Regions from separate parts of the Mus musculus genome. Here all the other regions are linked to region 3. A link is a contact called in public Hi-C and Micro-C data. All regions are on one chromosome and are shown on one strand. Each heading gives the region's core, a stretch centred on a gene start, on an enhancer-like site or on the middle of the called end of the contact. The rest is flanking DNA. Distances are from core to core; before and after follow the strand shown.

Region 1 (4,706 bases), core at 1,411-3,910, 200 kb before region 3:
CTGAGAAAAGATGAACTCGAGACTCTGAGAAGAGACACCAATACAGGACGGCCCAATACTCACCCCTGTAACCTGCCCATCTCCCCATTGTGGCCAACAGATTGTATAAGGGCCTCATCAGACACAGGAGGGAAGTAAATGGCTCCACTGAGATCAGCTACAGAACTGAGGAGTCTCACACAGCTCTTGGTTCAGTAAGGGATTACTGAACCCTTATTGTCCTGAAGTTGAAGGACAATAGCAGCCATGATTAAACAAACCCAGGGTCCACCTGAGCCCAGTTCCTATGCAGGAGTCTGGGTGGCTCTTCAGTGAAGCCAGTTCTGCCTGCCACTCTGGACACTTGGGGAGATTTCAGACATACCTGGGTATTGTTAGGGGTCTTGTCAACAGAATCAGGAAACACTGGACCCTCAGAGTACCCCCTCTCCTGTGTGCTTTATTACTAAAATGCCTAGGTGGATGAGTGACTCTTCAAAGCCATGGCACAGAGGACTCTGACACCAATGGGCTTCCAGAGAGAGGAAACCCTGAAGGAGAATAACTAGTTGCCTTTCTAGGCTGAGGGGTTGTGCTCAGCCATCTCCAAGCTCCCAGACAAGGATTCCTAGGCAAGTTCCAGTAGATATCCCTAGAGATGCAGAGAACACCCAAGGAACTGAGTTTAGCATCATCCAGCCCAAGATTCAAGGGATCCAAGAGACAAGCTGTGAGATAGTGGCCACAAGGTCACACCCTATAGCTGCTTATAAGTCATGTCTTAGCGCACGGGGAAACCCCAGTGGTCCAGTGGGGATTGAGTGGAAAATAAAACAGAGAAACCTTCTCTATGGTTCCAGGGGAGGGTGCCTCTTATCAAAGGTGACACCTAGAGACACTTAAATACAGCAGCACCTGGTACTAGGTATTTGTGAGAGATTTTAAGATTGAACAGAGAGGCCCTCTGTGGCCATGGCTGTGGACATTGGGGTTAGCCCTGGGGAATGGCAGCCATGTGAGCCACATGTGTCACTCTGGCTTGGCATCCAAGATGGGCAGAAACGGAAGAAGCCATTTCAAGGGATGTATATCATTTGGGTCTGCCAAGCCTACCTTCCTACTTTGCCCCCACCCCAAAGCTGCTCTTAAGGGATTCCAAAGAGTTAGGAGGAAGGCTCAGCCCAACGAGCCTCTGGGGTAGGAGCATAGAACTCTGTGAGCATCTAAAGTCCCACCCCACCACATCTCAAATCCAGCACTGAGTTTCTTTGTAACTAGGTTCTCAGAGGGGAGGTGGGTTGCCCCTGGCCTGTGATAGGAGTCATGCTGCCTGGAGCCACTGCAGGAGCTGAATGCTGCACTGTGGTAGATTCAGGGATCTGAATGAGGTGGGCTGAGGTCTGAGCAAAAACCCCTGAAGCCTTAGGCCTGGCACAGAGCCACACTCCTCCCCCAAACCCCTAGGCCAACTCACTCAGGAGTGTTAATCCAGATGATGTCCAGGTGGCAATAGTAGACACACTCCTTGTCCTTGTAAGTGAAGCACGTGCAGCGGCGAGGGCGGTGGTGTGCAGGCAGCCCCTTGTCCTCTTGTTTCCCAGACCTGCCTGGTGCCCGTTCCTGCCCAGCGCTTTCAGGCTGTGCAGGCAGTGCAACTGTTGGGGACACAATCCTCTCACCAGGGCCAGCCACAGTCTCTTCACAGCCCCTCTCTGATCCAGCTTCAGGGGGACCCTGGGACACACTGGCTCTGCCAGAGTCCCCAGACTGGGGGCAAGGCACAAGTCCTGCAGGAGGAGGATTGAAGGGCTCCTAAGCTGCTGACACAGAGTTCTTGGCACCCACTACCCCGCCCCCCAAACCAGAATGAGACTCAACCAAACTTCTGCAATGTCTGGAGGAGGCTGGTTGCATTTTCCCCAAGTCTCCAAACTAAGCCAAATGCCTTAAAAAGTTTACAAAGCTCCGTGCACATTCAGTAAAAACTTGAGAGTTATTGCAGTCCCTGTGAAATCTGAAAGCTATTTGTTCTTCACTGGGTAAAACTCAAAAAAATTTTTGTATAGTCTCTGAAAAGTGCCCAAAGAAAGTCTCCCAAACTGAAAACCCCCAGACCCAGTGGAAGTTATCGCTATGTCTTCAGGCCCTTCTACCCGCCCCTGGGAGACTTCAGGGTGTAAAGCCAGACTTATCAGCTTCCCCGCAACACAGACCCGCGCCTGGCTTCCTTTTGTGTGCACTCCCGCGTGGAGAGGAGCGCCGCCCCGCCCCTCCCGCTTACCTGCAGCGGAGGTCACTGTGAGCCCGAGAAGGAGCCACAGCCCCGGCTCCATGAACCCCGATCAGGCGCGGGAGCACCGGGCCTGGAGGGTGGCCGCTTGTGACCGCAAAAGGGTAGTGAGACTGGCTACAGCTTTCGAGTCCTGTCGCTGCCTGAGCTGCGCGTCCCGGCTCAGAGTTACTTGGCTGAGGCGGTCACGAACTTTCAGAGCGCGCTGCCCATCCCTGCGCAGGGCTGGCCGGCTGTGGCTCAGGCTTTTCTGGCTCCCGCACCACCCCCTTCGCCTCCCCGCCCCTCCGAGGGGCTGGAACTGCCGCGCTGGGCCTTTGAACCCGGGGCTCACGGGGGTCGCTTTGCAAGCGCAGGGGGGGAGCTGACCAGAGGCGCATTCGCCCCAGGCTTACCCAGGGGTAGAGAGAGGCGGGGACGCCGCGCTCCCCGTGGGTGGATGGGGTAGGGTGAAGGCCCGAACAGCTGCTTGAAGGCCACACTCTGCCGGTGCTCACACTGCTCACTTACACATAGACTCACACTTGAAACCCCCTGCCCAGCCCAAAGCAACCTCACCCCCACCCCAAGAGCACCAAGACCATGAAAGGGCTGCACAGAAGGGCTGCTGGCTTCTTGTTCCTTTGAAGTCAGTCTAAAGGAAAAGTTCTATTCACCAATGGTCTTACCCTTGCCGAGGGCCCTTGTGCCACGGCCCTGGGTGTACTTTACTCTTCTGATTCATGGGTGCCCGAGCCAGCTCCCTGACTCTGGAAGATCTAAGTGACAGGTGGGGCTGTAGGACCAGAGCAAAGTCACAAAGATTCCACTCAACGTGAGTTAGCGGTTTCGGGGGAGCCCTATTTCCTCACTGGCCCCTTTAGTGAGGGGCCTCTCTCCAAAAGTCATACAAGTGTTGCTTTTCAGGGCACTGCGGTAGTTTAATGAGTCTACAAACCTTTGACTATTGTCATAAAATGTGGGTTTCAAAGCCATTCCTCCCCCTGCCAATATTTCTAATGATTGGCATTCTAAAAAGTAGAATCCAAAGAGGTGGCCCAGGTGGCTCTCATGAGGCAAGCCATGAAAGGGGTACACTTGTCATTAGAAGAAGCCCCAACCAGTCAGGCAAAGTGGTCCCATGGGGAATCCTATGTGAAGGGAAACTGAGGCCTCACAGCAAATGAGAAAGCAGATGGTAAGTAGAAAGAGACTAATGCCCCTGCCTCCAAGGAGTCCAGCTAAAGGCCAGTTGGTTTGAACTGCTGTGTGTCGCAAGACACTTTAGACTGAAGGCTCATACACAGAAAGATACTGCTCCCAGTTCTGAGGTCTTGGACGTCCAAGTATGTCCGGTGTCTATCATGGCTCATGGATGGCTCTTCTTTAATGGTGGATTGTGGTAGAAGGCCACGGTGCTCCGGTTAGCTATTACCACCTGACACCTCCAAGGTGCCACCTCCTAACAATCATCTTGGATTTCACCAGGTCAAGAGAAGTATCTATTATTCTCTCTTTCCTTGCCATTAAAATACCCATCTGCCATCGTCGAGGGCACTGACAGCCCAGTTGTCTTCACTGGTCTCTGTGGGTGTGGCCAAAGCAAACACTGCCTGGATGGACGTGTGCCCTGGGTCTTCACTCCAGCTGAGATAAGGAAGGTTAAAGGTGGAGAATCAGGGTTAAGAGTAAAAGACACTGTACAGAGGGCAGAGAGGAGGCAGGTGGCCCTCAGGGGAGGCAGAACTCTGGTCTTTTTTTTTTTTTTTTTTTTTTTTTTTTGGTTTTTCGAGACAGGGTTTCCTCTGTATAGCCCTGGCTGTCCAGGAACTCACTTTGTAGACCAGGCTAGCCTCGAACTCAGAAATCCGCCTGCCTCTGCCTCCCGAGTGCTGGGATTAAAGTCCTGTGCCGCAATGCACTCTGGTCTTTAAAGTGACTTGGATACATTGTAGAAATTCCAGAGGCCTTTTCTTTCCTATTCTGCTCTTGTTGCTGTTCCAAAAGAACAGTGGGGCCGTTCTCAATAATGTTCTAGCCAGCACTACTCTCTCTGTGGCCAAGGAGAGCAGTCAGTGGCTGGGCTCTGGGCAGGACTGGAGTCCAGCTGGGACTTAATGACATTGTACTCTACTCTTAATTGTGTGCTCATTGTTTATTTATGGCAATCAATGCTGGCTTTCCTTGTGTGGTAGAGATAGAACATTCCTTTCTAAATTAATTTTGTTAAATCAAAGAGAAGTAATCTGAATTGGAACATGATGTAACTCATTCGTGGCTCAGATGATTTGGTGGTGTGGTAAAATCACAAAGCTGCTTTGCCTGCCACCAACTCCTGGAAACAGGGGTGAACTCTAGTGAATGGACCACAAAACCAGGTGAGGAGGCCAGAAGAAAGTGCCAGGGACCAGCTGACTGCAGTGTCCCTGACAGAGTGATGCTTATCACCAGAGAGTTG
Region 2 (4,865 bases), core at 1,838-4,337, 240 kb after region 3:
GCAAATGAATTACCATAATTCCTGGAACACTGCACTAGAAAGTGTTCTCATCAGAGTCAGGGACACGTGGACATTACAGAAACCTTAACGCTCCAAGTGAGACCATAAAATATATTGGCAGAGAGGATGCAGGCTCCTCCCTGACTCATGCTAAAGCCAAAAAGTTGAAATAACACATTCCTAACCTGAAATACTGGGTCACCTAATATACAGCTTGATGGCACACTTCAAGCTTGCGGTTTGAACTCTGCCGGCTTGTAATTTTTTTTCCTCAGCCCTTCTGTATCTTTCTTTCTGAGTGTGAATGTTTCATCTGCTTTCAGAAGCAACAACATTGCTATAGGTTAGAATCTTCGAAATTGTATTACTACTTAATGATGTCGCTGAGTTTTAAGACAAGAATGTTTTCTTGAGCCTTTCATTAGTTGGGGTCATTGTAAGCTACTTTCCAAGAGCCTAGAGAAAACACAATTATGATATTATTTTAATAGCCCAGGAAACAATAACTAGGCTTCCACTGAAACAGAACCCTTAGCTGTAAGGCTTTAATAATAGTACTTAGTGATGCATTCTATCTTCAAAGCACATTCCGCACTTTAATTAGCTAGATGACTGGAACTGTGGCTGCAGATAAATGTTACTTGCAACTTTGGCCATATTGAAGGTGAAAGCAGGTACTGTGTGGAGCTCCTCTAGGCCTGGCTAATCTCCATAAGAAGGCTTTAATACTCAGAACTAGAAAATTTTAAATTTTAAAACATCCAATGTCATGACCATTCATGACATTTTTTTTTCATGTCATATCCACTGGTTAGTATTTCAACTACAAAGTAACTCCAAACATGCATTCTACATTAGATATTTAAATGTCATTTCACAAGTTCTAAGTCAACTACTGAAGAATGAACTAAGCACGTGAAATTTCCCAGTTGAATAATATCCATCAGCTAATCCTCAAATAATATATCTTTAACTTAGAATAGAATCTCAGTCTAGTTCAATCCAACTGGCCAAGGTGATTGGACCCATTTTTTTCAGTGTGTGCATTTTGGTTTGGTTTGGTTTTTTTTGTAGCCTTCATTGACTATCTGTGACCCAGATAGGCAAGTGCCACCTGTACGAGAAACAAGCCTAATTCCCCTCCCTATAACGTATAAAATAGGGGACTGGAAGGAGATTATAGGAGCTCTCTTCCCTTTGAAATTTAACTCTAAACGGTGTTTGATTCTCCTGGCTAACCACTCTAGACAGCAAGAGATAAAGAAGAGAAAGATCCACTAGGAAGATGTGAGCAGCATAATCATGAACCACAGGCCTCATGAGCAACGTGCAGAAGGAAGAGAGGGCAGCTCCATTTACCCAGGGCACACCAGCTTCAACGGGATACCAGCCTAGCAGAGAGTACTACTGGGTGAAAGGCTATCAAAGAGTTCTCCCAACTAACAGCTACTTTCCCTAAAGTAAAAGTTGGTGCAACTGGTGATGTGATCCGACATGAAGAAGAGTAGGTATTGAAACCCTCCGCTAAAATACAATGTCTTCAACTAAGGTAAGTTTGTTACATTGGGTATGGCAGTTCATGACTATAATCTCAGAACTCGTGAACTTAAGGCAAGAGGAGTTGTTTGAGTTTGAGGCTAGCCTGGGCTATAGAGTAATACCATATCTCAATAAAACACACAAAAAATAGCCTCTGCCAAATGTTTATATTTTAATTATCTTCAGATTCTGAACAATCTCCCCACTCCCCAACCCCTTGCATTCAGTTTTTCAAAATTAGTTCTATTGTAAGAGCTAGGCTAGCTAAAAACACAAGCTGGCAGCAAATATTTTGTAGCAGAATGTAACTTTGTGAGTATACATTTATATCTTTGGTTTTCACTGACCAAAAAGCATTTTCAAATAGTGAATGATTTGATAAGTCCTACTTTGGGACAACTGAGATTCTGATGGGAGCCAGGGGTCCTTCAGTTCCACAGCGCTCTCTTTGTCTGCTGTTAGGAAACCCCAAATTAAGTTATCAATGTGACATACCTAATCACATGTTTAATTCATCTAGAGGTGTAGGTACCTTTTCATCTTTTTGTGTTTGCTCACACACGTTTAAATTGGAAAAATGTAAAATTATTATTTAACTCCACCTGTTTCCCCCAGGGCATAGAATGTACAGCCCCTCCAGTGAGGAAGGCTCTTTGGAAGGGAGATGTGAAGAAGTCCCTGTCTGACCTTGTGTGGACTCATGCTCAGTGCTAGCTGGGAAGCCAGTGGTAGTGCCCTCAACACCAGCCAGGCCCAGATGGCACTGTGGCCTTCTGAGGTCTCTGCCTCGCTCTTGAAGTGTCCAACTAGAGAAAATTCTGTAGCCCCAAAGTACCAGACATGTGTAAGAAGCCTGGAGATTGGATAAATGGACATGTCTTATGAGCTACAGGCCTTAGCTGTACCTACAGCCACATCCCAGGGCCTCTGCATGCCACTCATTACTGGGCAAGTGGCCTCTCTCCCTTTCTTGAACATTCCTGTCTGTCCCTTATATTAGTCTCTACTATATTCTCAGATTACAATTCCTTTTGTGCTAACTACACCCCCAAATTAAAAGAATGTCACTGACTTCACAAAGAATACAAAGCAGACTGGTTTTATATATCTGGGGGTGGGTATTAAAAATGTGTGTTGCCTTTAGAGGACATTTACATAAAACGATAAAGTAATTTAAAATTGGGTGAGGATAACAGATTGGTTTTAAATATCGCCCCTATTAGCCAAACAAATAAAGGACCCCAAGAAATTCCCTAAGGGTTAATAAGCAAAACACTAACCACATGTAATAGTTTCTTTTTCCTAAGGAACAGTACGATACCAGCTAATGCTGAAAGCACGCTACAGCTGTGACTTGTAGCTTGGACACTAGCTTGAGTGACAGGTGTACCATCACTTGCACAGACCAGCTGAAATTACAAGGTCTAACTCAGATTTTCCCCACAATTAACTGATGCCAACATTACATCCATCCAGGAAAGAGCCTCCAGCTACAGGCACAGCAGAGCATGTGTTCTCAGTCTTCAACATTTTAACAACAGCATCAGCCTTGGGCCAGAAGGGAACTGCAGCTCCCTAATCACAGAACCAGAAAGCCGGGATGACTCTTCCTGAGGGAAGGCAGAAGAAAGCAGCTAGCTTCTCTAATGCTCATCTGACGGAGTTTCTGTGACTGGAGCAAGCTCAGGGTTCGAGGAAGCTTGTCACCAAAATTGGTGTCATTAAAGAAGGTGGCATGTCTAAGAGCATGCCCGGCCCCTAGCTAGAGCTTTTAATCCAAGCACCTCGGAAGCTTCTGGAGTACAGCCATTTAAAGTGACTTGTCACACCGAAAGGACGGCTTTCTTAAATAATCTCTATAGTTTAATTTCTGTCAATGAAGTAGGTTAGAGATAACAAAAATGTAGATAGAAAGATGATCCCTGAGCAATCTTAATACTATAATTTACAACTATGCCTTACAGTTTCATCTGCTTCCATTGTTCTTACTCCCCTAACTTTGTAAAACTTTCATGCCCTCGGGGGCTGGTGAGATGGCTCAGCGGTTAAGAGCACTGACTGCTCTTCCAAAGGTCCCGAGTTCGAATCCCAGCAACCACATGGTGGCTCACAACCATCCATAATGAGATCTGACGCCCTCTTCTAGTGTGTCTGAAGACAACTACAGTGTACTTACATATAATAAATAAATCTTTAAAAAAAAAAAAAACTTTCATGCCCTCTAGATTGATTGGTACAGATGGCAAAGAGAAAGTGAAGCTTTGGGGGGTGGGTGTGGGGAGGACTTTTAACAAATATTTCATTTTTAAAGTGGATACAGAAGAGGCTATGACAAGAAAACACAGAGGCTCGATTCTTCAAAAATGAGAAAAATGAAAATGTATACCTGGGTGGAGGGTAGAGAGAAAAGGAGGGAGGAAGGGAAGGGAAAAGAGAGAAGGAAAGAAAGCCAGCTAGCTACAAGCAGCCTAGAAGCCCTGGAGAGAAACAAAATCACCACAAAAACAATTTATCTCAGTGGAGCCTTGCTTGTCCCTTGTCCCACCACCTGCCTGTTTTGTGACAGCCTCAGCACCAATTGCTCCATTTCAGTAACAAGACTTTGATTTCAGAGACTCATTAGAATCCTGAGTCCCTGCTTAACAGGACAACTGAAAAATCTACGTTTTTAACTCTTAACCTTTTCGTTTTTCTATTCAAAACTTGGTAAACTGCTAAACTTACATGTTCAGGGGGCTGTGAGTGTTAAATAAAATATTCAAGTCACACCTGGGTTCTGCCTGGCCTGTACCCCAGAGGAAAAAATGAGGAAGGTGAAGCAGGATGCTGTCTGCATTTCCCCTTTGCCTGAGGTGTTTATAAACAGAGCTAGACTAAACCACAAAGAGACTGACCTGCCATCTTCTCTTCCACCTGCCTAGCTTTCTACTGCATTGATAAGACAGAAGTGGGGGGGAGGTAGAATCCGAGAGAGACTAGCTAAATTATCTATGCAGATGAGAGAAAAGAGGGAATTGATTAGCTTGGCTCAGTTTTGGAGACTGTGAAATAAAAAATGGAGGGGGGGGGTGTCAATTTGTCCCCAAACTAAAATTATAGACATTTGTCTTTTGTGATTAAAAACACTTCTCATTGCCTTTTTTTCCCCCATGAACTGGATCAAACTGGTGTTACCTAAGACAAAGCAAGGGTGAACAGATTTTGCTTCCTCTGAATCAAAGATGGCTGCAGGCACTAGACAGACCCTGCCTCTCAGGCTGCTGCTGCTGCTGGGATCCTAACGGTTTCCTCTCCCTGCCCACCTGCCTGTAGGGACCAACCTGCTT
Region 3 (4,330 bases), core at 48-2,547:
TGTTTTGTTTTGTTTTGTTTTGTTTTGTTTTGTTTTGTTTGAGTCAGGGTCTCCCTGTGTAGTCCTGGCTGTTCTAGAACTCACTCTGTAGAACAGATTGGCCTCCAACTCAAAGATCCGCCTGCCTCTGCCTCTCGACTGCTGGGATTAATGGTGTGTGCCACCACAACCCAGCAAGAACCTGTTTTAAAAATAAATAAATTCTTAAATGAGTAAAAACCTGAGACACATCAACAGTCCTAACCCTAGGCTGAGATTACAAAAACCATCCTCCTCTTGGCCATGAAGTTGTCTCCTTCCCCTGACTGTGGAGGCCCACTGGTCTCCAGGAGCCAAGCTTCACGCCTGCATGAGACATACCAGCAGCCCGACAGTGTGCTGAAAGCCATGATACTTTACTGTTTGCTTCCCACAGCACCGGGACCAACCTCAGTTTATAAAGTTTAGCTTCCTGTTATTATCCCAAGATTCTTATGACGGCAAGTGACAGGAATCAACTGACCATTTCTGATCAACTCAGGATCACTGGGTTCCTTCCCGAAGACAAATGTAGTTACGGCCTCAGTATGTCTTCCCAGTGCTTGAACAACCAACTAGAGAATGAAGACGGTGAGAGAGAAGATGCTTGTTGCTCGAGCACCAGAGAGTTGGGACCACCATGGAGTTTCTCTGAAGCCCTTGAAAACTGACATATCTTGAGTTCACGACCATCCTACAGAATGGGACCTACCTCCAAAGACAAATGGGCTCAGAAGATGGCTTTGACATGCAAGAATGAGGATCCGAATTTGGATTCCCAGCACCGGCTTTTAAAGCCTGGCAAGAGAACGCATGCCTCTAATCCCAACACAAGATTCTGGGAGAACTTGCTGGCCAGTCAATGTAGTCACATGACTGTCTCCTTGCAACTAAAGTGAAGATCAGCTGAGAGAAACATTCAGTGTCAATCTACTCTGACCTACATGGCTCCCCTAGACACACACACACAGACACACACAGAGATACACGCAGAGAAACACACACAGACCAATTAAAAAACAAAAAGTCAATAACTTCAAGAATGACCCTCAGTGCCCCCTGCTTCCAGCAGGACAAAGCCTCTGTCTGACATCCTGTGCACAGCCATACTCTAAGAGGCAAGCTAAGGGTTAAGCATCTTCTCCAGGGCAGGATCCACCTGCCTCTTCAGCCTGTACCCTGTCACCCCCCCAACCCCCCCATCCCACCCCCTGTTCCCTGTGCGTCAGCGATTGTCTGCCATTTGGCCTTCACAAAGGCAAGTACCCTGTAGCCTTTCAGAATAAGCCATGAAATCTGCTCTGAAGCCTCTGCCCCCAGCTGCTGTGGCTTCCTCTCTAATCCCACATGACTCATCCACTTTAAAATTCCCGCTTTCCACCCACTTCCTGAAATGTCAGGAGCCGCCTGTCACCACATAATCAAGTTTCTAGTACCCGGTTTGAAAACCTTCTTTTTTTTTTTTTTTTTTTAATAAAAAAGGTGATTGTTTTAAACAGAAGTAGAAGAAAAAAAGAGGCGTCTCACAGCAAAAAAATGACAACCCAGGAAGAGCAAGCAGACGCCAGGGACAGACAAGATACACGAGGCTGTCCGCATGATTTCCCTTTATTAGTTTTTAAAGTAACTTGCAAAATGGAACCAGGGACCGACGAGGATTCATTTCCGTTGTCTCAGTGGCGTGTGAAAAACAGTGGCTCAAAACTGTCACCCCGAGTAACCCAAGAACAGCTTCGCTTCTTATCCCAGACTTAATAAGATAAATCCTTGTCTGATGCGTGTTAATAAAAGCAGCTTTTTATGAAATATCCTTCAGATCGGCAACAAGTTCAACGGTCACAAAGTTGACAAAGAAGCAATATGTCAAAATTGATTCATTGCCTGCATTTTTAATGCTTTTAGATCATTTCCTAATTCACAAACCCGCTGGTTTGCCATGGCAAGGCTCCATTTTTGTCTACATTTGATATGAGGAAATTGAACCCATCAAGAAAATAGGAGGTTGGGTCACCGCGTGGGTCAGGGAGTAGGCGATTGGCTATTTCAGTAAACAATTTGCTTTCAGCTTGGTCTAAAGCTTTTTCTCTCCCAAAGTTTCATCTGCTGCTTGTTGTCTGGTTGGGGGGGAGGAAGGTACTTGTTTTTTGCCTTTTTGTAGGGATAGGCTTTTGTTGTTGTTGTTGTGGTTGTTTTACTTATTTATTTTTTTTAATACAGTTTCACCATGGATCCTAGACTGGTCTAGAACTCATTATAGAACTCAAGATTGACTTTGAACTTAAAACTCTCCTGCCTCCGTTCCCCAAGTTCTGGAGTGGAAGGGCTGCCCCACGGAGCCCCACTGCCTGTCTGTGACATAGGTATAACTGTGACCTTGTTGTACTCCCCAGGTTGTCCTTTCATATGGGTCTGGAATCTCTGGTAGCGAATCCCGGGGTGAAGAGAGATGTGAAGCTTGGTAATTTCTCCATCCTTTTCAGCATTCCCCCTGACACTGACAGTATGTGGAAATGACAGAAGAGAGTTATCCCTTTTGGAGATGGGGTTGAAGTTGGATGGGGGGCCTTGCCACCTGTCTGTCTCATTAGCCACACCATGAGTAATTTGCACGTGCATATTTGTGATTTTATTCAGTGCCTTCTATAATCCCACATTTGTCAATCTGACGACCTTCAGCAAACTCTTCCTGCTAGCTTCCTCTCTTGACTTGGTACCATTTTCCCCACCAAGACAGCGGGGGGGAGGGGGGGCACAAAGAGATGGAGCACCTTAAACCCCATGAAGGCAGGAAGCTATCTATCACTAGCTCCCTAGGGTTGGCTCTGGGGTGGGAGGCTTCAAAGTCTGTCTCGGCCTCAGCTCAGAAAGCTTCATGCCACTCTTGGAGGCCAAATGATGATTAACATTCTAAATCTTACAAGATCCTGGGATATAGAGTTCCAAGCATCCTGGAGCCACAGCTACTCATTGGCACTTCTCAGCAGGCTGAAAGTCATAGAGGGGTGGGCTCAGAAGAGTTCACTCAAAGCCTACATCTCATATGCAACCATGGGGGCAGGGGTTGGAGTAGACGGAGCATCTGGACATCCGTCCTAATGACAATGAGATCTCAGCTCCCTCACAACATTCCCCAGCACCAGCTCGCATCAGTCAACCTCTGTAGAACATAAGGAGCAACCATTTCATGTGAGATACAGCACTAAGACAATTAGAACATGTGACCAGCTTCGGGTATCTTAGCCTTTCTAACACCCCCATATACAAACCTTTTCTGCTAGACCTTGGAAAGATTCTCCCAAGGCATGCACACACACACACACACACACACACACACACACACACACACACACATACCACACACAATGCTTTAATCATCATGTGCCTCTAGAATGTACCCAGGCCCATTCTAACTTCTTCGTACAAGCAAATTAATCTACAAGATGAATGTGGCTACCCCTATTCCTAAAAACAAAGACTTGGAGGTTTATCGGTTGTCAAGGCAACAATAGCAGTTTTCTCTCTGACTCCTTAATGCCTAGATTTATGTTTCCATAGTTACAAGAAATCCCTAGTTCTTCAAGGTATCAAATATTGGCCTACTGGAAGTTCCAGAGGCGGGATTGTGCCCATCCACTCCTCACCTTGGGAGCTCCTGGCTCTTTCCCATCCTGGGGTCCCTTGGAACTTGGCAGAAGCTTCTCTGGTTAACTGTTCAAGCCATGCAAGGAATTCTGGGGGTCAGGGAATAGAAAGGACCTAGAACACGATACTGTCAAGATGCCTACTGTGACCCACAGTGCCACAGAGAATTCTGCAAACAGGTTGTCCCATAGGATCCAGGCATAGCTTTGGTCTCAGAAAAGAGTCCCAGAATCTCTAAGATATTGCATCAAGACTTCAACCCCCCAAATTCATAACCTTTATGCGTAAGGCATAGGAGTCTCCTCCAGGGTTAATTCCTATGGTTTTAAAGGATTTTGTTTAGGCTAACTGATTAGCAAACCATGTTTGTGCACATGTGTAGTACTGCGAATAGAAGCTGTACTAGACAATCTTGCTGAGCTACATCTCTGGCCCTCTTCTCACTTTGATTTTAAAGAGTCTCACTAAGCTGCCTAAGCTGGTTTTAAACTCACTTCCCAGCCCAAGATGGTCTTCAACATCTCATCCTTGGTCCTCCTGCCTCAGACTCCTGAATAGCTGGGATTATGGGTTTTTGCCAAAGCATAGCAAAATAAGTTTTCTTCCCTTCTTTTAAAACGTGTTTTGTTCTTTTGTTTTTTGTTGTTGGTTTTTTTTTCCCCTGAGGCAG

The links. Hi-C and Micro-C count contacts between places; a contact is called where the count stands out from the background.
Region 1: a Hi-C map of muscle stem cells shows a contact between it and region 3, with 2.4 times the contacts expected there. The contact joins the promoter of Edn3 here to the enhancer-like site in region 3. A contact is called at or near these places in 1 of 484 Hi-C or Micro-C datasets (muscle stem cells) and 1 of 9 other capture datasets (adipose tissue).
Region 2: a contact with region 3 is called in a Micro-C map of muscle stem cells, with 4 times the contacts expected there. The contact joins two enhancer-like sites. A contact is called at or near these places in 1 of 39 promoter capture datasets (the 3T3-L1 cell line), 15 of 484 Hi-C or Micro-C datasets (the C2C12 cell line, CD4 T cells, the G1E-ER4 cell line and 10 more), 7 of 115 datasets of contacts at active chromatin or transcription factors (T-cell acute lymphoblastic leukemia, bone marrow-derived macrophages, craniofacial prominence and 4 more) and 3 of 9 other capture datasets (adipose tissue, embryonic stem cells and pancreatic islet).

Annotation. Positions count from the first base shown.
Region 1 is chr2:174,758,573-174,763,278 of GRCm38.p6, reverse strand. It overlaps Edn3 (endothelin 3), which reads right to left and starts at 2,660. Exons shown (of 5, transcript NM_007903.5): 1 at 2,261-2,660; 2 at 1,454-1,766. The coding sequence starts at 2,312.
Region 2 is chr2:174,320,348-174,325,212 of GRCm38.p6, reverse strand. All of the region lies in intron 1 of Gnas (GNAS (guanine nucleotide binding protein, alpha stimulating) complex locus), which reads right to left. Gm30189 (predicted gene, 30189) reads left to right here. Exons shown (of 4, transcript NR_166448.1): 3 at 1,248-1,549; 4 at 3,016-4,307. Among named protein-coding and RNA genes, the nearest start is that of Gm30189, 4.6 kb to the left of the region's middle. Within about 2 kb of position 3,087, at least 1 of the 459 cell types and tissues checked has an H3K27ac peak or open chromatin away from gene starts, as enhancers often do. A contact at or near this core is called in muscle stem cells, where this site is marked.
Region 3 is chr2:174,559,043-174,563,372 of GRCm38.p6, reverse strand. No RefSeq gene overlaps it. Among named protein-coding and RNA genes, the nearest start is that of Gm46781, 46 kb to the left of the region's middle. Within about 2 kb of position 1,297, at least 23 of the 459 cell types and tissues checked have an H3K27ac peak or open chromatin away from gene starts, as enhancers often do. A contact at or near this core is called in muscle stem cells, where this site is marked.